Regions from separate parts of the Triticum aestivum genome. Here region 1 is linked to region 2. A link is a contact called in public Hi-C data. All regions are on one chromosome and are shown on one strand. Each heading gives the region's core, a stretch centred on a gene start, on an enhancer-like site or on the middle of the called end of the contact. The rest is flanking DNA. Distances are from core to core; before and after follow the strand shown.

The links. Hi-C and Micro-C count contacts between places; a contact is called where the count stands out from the background.
Region 1: a contact with region 2 is called in a Hi-C map of leaf, with 4 times the contacts expected there. The contact joins the promoter of LOC123152665 here to the promoter of LOC123148608 in region 2. A contact is called at or near these places in 2 of 5 Hi-C or Micro-C datasets (both in leaf).

Annotation. Positions count from the first base shown.
Region 1 is chr7A:612,082,725-612,086,796 of IWGSC CS RefSeq v2.1, reverse strand. LOC123152665 (probable serine/threonine-protein kinase PBL17) reads right to left here and starts at 1,704. Exons shown (of 4, transcript XM_044572159.1): 1 at 1,387-1,704; 2 at 969-1,264; 3 at 627-762; 4 at 1-539. The coding sequence starts at 1,462.
Region 2 is chr7A:611,933,439-611,937,382 of IWGSC CS RefSeq v2.1, reverse strand. LOC123148608 (protein PHOSPHATE STARVATION RESPONSE 3) reads left to right here and starts at 2,440. Exons shown (of 8, transcript XM_044568075.1): 1 at 2,440-2,742; 2 at 3,506-3,944. The coding sequence starts at 3,546.

The DNA of each region.
Region 1 (4,072 bases), core at 455-2,954, 150 kb before region 2:
GACCCGGCTCATGGCGGGCCGCACCTTGGGGTTCTGGCTGAGGCAGTCGTACGCCAGCCGCGCCACCCGCTCCAGCGCGCGCGCCGAGTAGGCGCCCTGCTGCGCCATCCGGGCGTCCACGATCTTCTCCAGCTTGCTGCCCCGGATGAGGATCGGGCGCGCCCAGTCCACCAGGTTGCCCGCCCTCCCCGCCCGGCTCGGCTCCAGCGCGCGCTGCCCCACCAGCATCTCCAGCAGCACAACGCCGAAGCCGTACACGTCGCTCATCGCCGTGAGGTGCCCCGTCGCCATGTACTCCGGCGCCGCGTAGCCGTAGGTGCCCATCACCCGGGTGGACACGTGCGTCTTCCCGCCCACCGGCCCCTCCTTGGCCAGCCCGAAGTCTGACAGCTTCGCGCCGAAGTCGGCGTCGAGGAGGATGTTGGAGGTTTTGAAGTCGCGGTAGATGATGGGCCGCGCCGCGCCGTGGAGGAACGCCAGCCCCCTCGCCACGTCCAGCGCGATCCTCACCCGGGTTGTCCATGACAGGGTGCACGCGCCTGGTGCATCCGATGATGGTGATGAAACAGATGTTCAGCATGCAGTATGTAAGAAGTGGGTGGGATCGTTGGTGTGGGTGTGCGTACGTCGGAAGAGGTGGTTCTCGAGGCTGCCCTTGGCCATGAACTCGTACACCAGCAGCCGGTGGTCGTCGTCGCAGCAGTAGCCGATGAGCTCCACCAGGTTCGGGTGGCTGTACTGCCCCAGGCAACTCACCTCGGTCTGCATGCACACAAGATCTCTGAACCTGACTAAAAATCCCTTTGTATCTTACACGGAAACTCACTTTCTTCCAAGCAGATTTTTGTTTTGCAACTTCCCGTGTTTTGGTTTCGTAAAGATTCAATGTGCCATGGTGAATTGGTGATAGTTTTTTCCATAAAGAGTGAATTGGTGATAGTGGATTATACATTTCGATAGAAACTGACCAGCCACTCGCGGTCGCCCTGAATGCCGTCCGGGTTGAGCCGCTTGACGGCGACCACCACAGCGCCAATGACCCCCTTGTAGACGACGCCGAAGCCGCCCTCGCCAATGATCTGCGTGGGGCTGAAGTCGCCGGTGGCCCGCCTGAGCTGGTCGTACGTGAAGAGCTTGAGGTTCCCGTACACCGACATCGCCCGAAACTCCGCCAGGTCCTTGGGCAGGGAGAGCATAATCGGCTCCGAGCTCGTCTTTCTCAGCTTCGGCGGCGACGACGTGCACCGACGCGGCCGAGGCTCCTCTACACGAAGGAATTCCAAAATGTCACTCTCTAGAGCGTGCGCGCGCACGCATGCATGCATGGTGCACGTACGCCGGAGCAATCTAAGATCCGAGAACGTGAGCGGCGCATGCAGCTGGTACCTTGGACTTGCGGTTCCTGGATGCGGCGGCGGGGCGGGCGCATGTCGCCGCAGCTGCCGATGAGCCACCGGTGCATTTTCGGAGATGGGGAGACGTACGACGTGCGTGCTTAGGGGTCTGCAGGCTGGTTAGTTGATCGGGTGATCGGCCGACGTACGAGGTCCGGGCGGTGGCGGCGGAGGCCAATGGCAGCCCCCGACCGACCACGCGCCGGGAGAGATGTGGAGGGGAGGACAGAGGTGACGGGAGGAATGGTCGGAGGGCACGGTCCTTTGGGGCTGCCTTAATTTGGCACGCGTACGTCTGTTGTTTCGGGCCATAGCGCCAACGACAATGGCGGGGGCGTGAGTGAATGAAGCAAAGCGTCCACGGAGACAATGGCGTGACAACGCAACGTGCTATTAACAATACCTAAAGCATCAGGTGGGCTATTTTGATTGGATGTAATCAGGGAGAGGGGGGCCCACAGTTGAAATCAGGGGCTGGAAAGAGATTATAGGAATGTTACGTAAGAATTTAGTAAGGGGTATGGATAGGTCTCAATTGGCTGAAATTTAACCAAGTCTTGGTCAAGTGACATAACATACAAAAGAAAAAAAATTAAAAAGAAATTTTTTCATGGATCTTAATGTAAAATCTTATGGATATAACATCGACTGAGATTTAGCGAAGTCTCAGTCGACTGAGACTTAGCAAGACTGTATAGTAAGTTATGCGTAGGTATACATTTTCGCACAAATATAGATGCAACCCAATGATTCAATTTCTTTGTTGGCCTAGTGAAGTTGGAGTCGCTCACTCGGAAAAAGGTAATTACGATGACATGTAATCTCGATCAGAGGGTGACCGGTGGACTTTGTGCGGTTAGTGGCCGATTCTAACTCAGCCTGACGATGTTGGTGCCTATGATGCTCTTGAGTGTCCTTTCCCCTCCCTGGAGGTGTCACTGTGGGTTGTCATCCTTCACCTTTGGCTCTGGGTGAAAACCATTGGCCGGCTTGTCCTACCGGGGAGCGGAGGCACCGTAGCATCTTCACTCCTTGGAGGCATTGTCTAGAGCATGTCCCTTTCAGCGGGTTGTTGGGGGTGTAGTCCGTGGATGGTGACGGCGGTGCTGTTTTCGACATGGTGTGGCTGGCAACGATGATCGGGCAAAGCGTCTCTTCTTCTTGGTGGTCTAGTTTCTAGTGACCATGTGTGCTCCATGTGAGCTTTCTTTTGTTCGGGGGGCCGATGCTTTTCAAGATAGGGTGAGAGGGTAGGGAAGCCTCTTTGGTGTTGAAAGAATGGTACCATGGCAAGGTTCGCCTTCGTTCAAAGCAAGCAATGGCTCCTTTGGGTGCTATGCTCTTTGTTGCCCCCAAGTCAACATTCACCTTTGCCTTGGTCAACGGCTTCTATCGTGTTTGAAGAGTTAGGCATTTGCAAGCTGCGCTCCTCTTTTTTTAGTAATTTTGGAAGTCTTCGTAAATCTTTTTTGACCATATGTGGATTTAGCATTTTTGTCTTTTTTCTATGTTATTTTCCTGCAACGGTCTGTGATCTTTGTATGTTGCTCTCCTCACCTTCAGTGGTGACCTATCTTCTGGGCATGTTAAATGTTTTCGCTTATTTTTCTGTAAATAGTTGGAAAAAAATCTCTTTTGGTTTCTTAATGGATTGAACCTTTTGAGGTTTCATAAAAAAATCAAATAAAATTTGAATTTATTTACTTGTGTTGATAGTAACAAGCTTAAGAACCACACAACATACATCGTGTCAGCCCTAGTCAACTGGTTGGAGCCCTATCTCCTTTGGCATGGAGTCTGTGTTGAAATATATTGCCCGCCTCCCTTCAACAGTTCAGATTTTTGGATGAGTTGATTGGAGCATGAATTCAATAGTCTTCTCTTTAAATCATCCTTGTGAGGATGTCCTCCTTTTATTCATGCTGTATTGAAAAATTGACAAAATTCATGCGTAACTAAAAATTGACAAAAAAATGTTCTGGCAATGAGATTCGATGCCACCACCTCCAAAGTACTTTAGTTATTTACTCTGAACACAGGGGCTTTCAACTAGTAAATTCATCCACTAGAGGGGATAGGTAATTCTGATTGCCAGGTGGTAACCACAGTATTTCATCCGGTAACCAAAACCCGGATGCAACCAATCCAATCGAGGTTCTTCCAACACCTCTCCTTTATGGACTAGTTTGGTTGCTACCCCGTGCTTCACGCTTGAGAAAATCCGATGTCATTCCTAAGTGTGAAAAAAACAATGATTCTTGTCCAGCCTAAGGATTTATTTTAAGAAACTGTCAAGGGAAATACTTCCCGCATGGATATATTCCAAAAATAAGTGTTGTTACAGAGTCACATTGAGTGTGAAGAACGGTTATCACGCCACATTCCGGTGTGATCCTTGAGCTTGACTGATTTAAGTTGTGACCAAAGTAAGATATCAATGATGATGTTATGGATTACAATGTTGTTGCCTACATCCATAGCCTTGAAGACTTTTGAGTAATGGGTGTCCCAAAATTTCCGTAATACAATCAAAAAGATGAACATACCGATGGTCATTGGCGGGCCATTAGGTATCGAGGGTTTCCATAGTTTGTCGATCAGGCTAAAGCTAAGAAGTATTCAAGATTGCGCCAAACTTGTCAACCAGCGCTGCATCTGAAGAGCATGTGAGCTCTGTC
Region 2 (3,944 bases), core at 1,191-3,690:
AAGCCGGACACTACTCATTACGACAGGTACTTAGGATTTGGAGAAGAATCTGCCTTGCAATGCCGATGACAATCTGCGCGCCGGACTCATCGTCATTGAAGCCTGATTTAGGGGCTACTGAGGGAGTCCTGGATTAGGGGGTCCTCGGACAGCCGAACTATATACTTTGGCTGGACTGTTGGACTATGAAGATACAGGATTGAAGACTTCGTCCCATGTCCGGGTGGGACTCTCCTTTACGTGAAAGGCAAGTTTGGCAATTCGGATATGTAGATCTCCTCCCTTGTAACCGACTTTGTGTAACCCTAGCCCCCTCCGGTGTCTATGTAAACCGGAGGGTTTAGTCCGTAGGACAAGAACAATCATAATCATAGGCTAGCTTCTAGGGTTTAGCCTATACGATCTCGTGGTAGATCAACTCTTGTAATACTCATATCATCAAGATCAATCAAGCAGGAAGTAGGGTATTACCTCCATCGAGAGGGCCCGAACCTGGGTAAACACTGTGTCCCCCGCCTCCTGTTACCATCAGCCTTAGACGCACAGTTCGGGATCCCCTACCCGAGATCCGCCGGTTTTGACACCGACAGCCTCCATCCTGCGCCGCTCGTCCTCCTCGCTCTTGCGGTAGACCGCCGCAAGGGCCGCCTGGTCCTCCTTGCGGACGACGAGCGGGGCGGCGGCAGGCTGCAGTCGACCTCGCGCACGCCGCGACGCCTCTCCTCCTCGTGCTCGAAGGCGAACCACCTCTTCCAGTTCGACGAGTCGAAGGCATAGGTGGCGTCGCGGCGCTGCTCCGGCGTCAACAGCGCCTGCCGGCGCCGCACCTCCTCCGCGTGCGCCCTAGCCGACCGCGGCGCCGCCGGCACTGGGATCCTCTCTGGATCCAGGTGCCAGTTGTGCAGCAGGGTGACGTCGGGGTACGGCAGAGGCACGTGGTGCTGCCAGTGCCACTCCTCCTGGGGCACTGGCACGTTCACGCGCTGCCTCTGCCGGCGAGCCGGTGCTGGCAGAGGCGGGAGGAACTTCGAGGGGAAAGGGACGGCGGGGGCCTTGCTACTGCCGGCGTCGGAGAAGAGCCCCATCTCGCTGTGGTGGTGGTGGCTAGGGTTTGCCGGCGACGGGGGAGCAGAGCTGGCTAGATGTGAACGGCGAGTTTGGATGAGGATGGCCCCGCCGCACGATCGACTTAAAAAAGGACGACCGCCATCGCTGACGCATGTGCCCGTGGTCATAAATTAAGCTGATCACGTGAGCAGCGAGTAGTTGGACGGTCGCTAGGTGGGGACGCGGCGAACGCCGAGAAGGCGCGCGTGACGTCCGTTCCGCGTCCGCGCCGATGCATTTGTGGCGTAAATTTTAGTCGCAAATGCGTCGGCCCGGACACGAAGCGGACGTAATTTGGGTTTTGGTCGGCGTGTTGGGCCCCCACTTTTGTCCATGCCGACTTAAACGAACGCAGACGGACAAAATGGGTCGCCTCGTTGGAGTTGCTCTAACTAATTAGCCCCTCTCTGTTTATTTTGAGTGGCCACTTGACCACGTTACAATTATTGATCCAACCAGACCACACTAACAGAGTCACAGTCATGGCTGAGCTCACACAAGTTGCAGTTACTAATTATAAGATCAATTAGCATTTCCGTTTTCTCATACAGACAAAATGATGGGATTTGTGACTACATGTTTAGCTTAATTTGTCCGCTTTGCTTCCCTCACCAAGCACCTCGGGATCATCCTAGGTCTACACAAACCTAGTTGCCACTTGCCACTTATTCTACTCCTTAACTGACACCGATCGGCCCCGCTTATTATCCACTCTGTTTTCCAAGATGTGTCGCACTAACCACTGAATGAAGCTAAACAAAATCGCCATCGTTTTCGAGCCAGACTTTGCACTTACACACCATCCTCTTGCTCCATCATTTTTTTTAGCCTTGGCCTGAGCATGACAGCCGGGCCCGGCCGGGCCGAGCTGCTAACCATGATTCTTCCGGAGCACTCATTGTGTTGTTTTGATTGATAATATAATCCGATTCCTGGGTGGCCAATGTCGCTTGCCCTCTCGATTGCATCAGAGGTTGCCCCAGATTCCATGCATCTCACACTTTTTCTATTGTCGCTGGTTGATTAGCCCTATGCTTATGTCAGACACACTATCAGTACTAGTTTAATTTGAAGTCATGGTCGCTTGCTCCATCCATCTTACTCTTAGCAATATGCGATGCCTTTTGCTCTTAACAATCTCCCGTTTTTTCTATTATATAATTGGTTGCACTCACCAGTTACCAATGTTTTATCAAAAAGAAAAAAAAGCGCTGACAGGGAGCGTATTTTAGCTAACATCGTCAGAAAATCATGAATAATCAAAACACATATACAAAAATAGGACAAGAAAGGCTACACATTTACTCATAGGCAATCTGGAAATTTAAACAGGCCATCTGAGAGACCGAAGCAAAGCAGCCAACCAGAATAGAGTTGGAGTAGTACAAGAAAAGGTGCAGTATAGTCACCAAACACCAATGATTTCCAGGGAGAGAGATAGATAGGACTTTTTCTTAGGCCTCTCTGACTCTCTCTCTCTCCAGAGAGAGCTCTAGCCTCTAGGGAGGAGGGAGCTGCTGTTGGGTAAGAGAAGAGAAGAGAGTGGAGGCTGAATCAGATTAGCCGTACAACCCATCTCGCAGATTCTGAATCTCCTCCTCGCTCTGCTGTCCATCTTCTTCTCTGGCTATCCAGGTGAGGCTGCCTGAGGTTACACAGATCCCTCATGCATTTTATCTCATTGGTTCCCCGGCTCCAATCTACAGTAGGAGCCATGGTTCTTTGCGTTGTTCTGGCGAGATTTAACCATTCTTCTAATGGTTTTTTAGGTTTAACTATTCTGTTGGTTAGTGCTGGAATATGTGATTTGAAAGGGGGGATAAAGCTCGCTTCCTGATTTGGTTTGCCTTTTGTTTTTCCCATTTCCGGTCGATGTTCCCCTTTGTCCTCTTTCAGATTTCTGTTCCCGTTTATCCTCTCTCAGCGCTGACAGGATTTCTCACGAGCTGTGGTAAACAACAGCAATTTGTCTTTATACCATATCGAACTGCCTGCTTATTTCGATGAAAGGTGGATTTTATTTGCCCCAAATGGAGCATCAAGAAGTGTCGAACTGCCTGCTATTGTTTTTATCCCTTTTGACCTCTAATGCTCTGAATTTGGCGCCTGTGCTGTGTGTGCTGTGTGCAGTAACGGTGCTAATCACCACTACTCATTCAGATCTAATCCTGTTGCTACATCACAAATTACATCACTTGCCCAGAAGTCATGACATTGTGTGAATTAATGGTAGCTCAAGCATAAAATGCATTCTGTGGTCATAAACAAGCTCCTTCTGCATGCACACAAAATTCTTCCCGAGAAGCTTCAGTATATACATTTTCTGAATTGCATTTAAACTCTGAATGAACTGTTTGTTTGGGTAAGTACTAACAGTCATCAATTCTTGTGTCTTCAGCAGTGTATTATCAGGCCACTCACTAATCAACTGAAGCAGCATGAGCTCCCATGGTGTTGTTGCCGTGAAGCCAATCGCCACGCCGGACAAAACCACGCATTCTTATGCTTGTGGATCCACACAGTCTTCAGTTCATAAGCTGCTGGACTCTAAACTGGACCACCTTGGGCTGTTGGATGATAATCTGTCATCCACCAGTCAGTCATCAGACATCAAGACCGAGCTGATCCGAACGTCGAGCCTGGGAAGAAGCAGCCTGCCATTTAACCTTCAGAGAAGAAGCCCTGAGCCTGATCCTGAAAGTCCATTGTCTCATGTCTCGCACCCCAATTTTTCAGAGCCCATGGCCTCAAACTCTTCAACGTTCTGCACAAGTTTATTCTCATCATCTTTGACAAACTCGGCGCCTTGCCGGCGAATGGGTGCTCTGCCTTTCCTG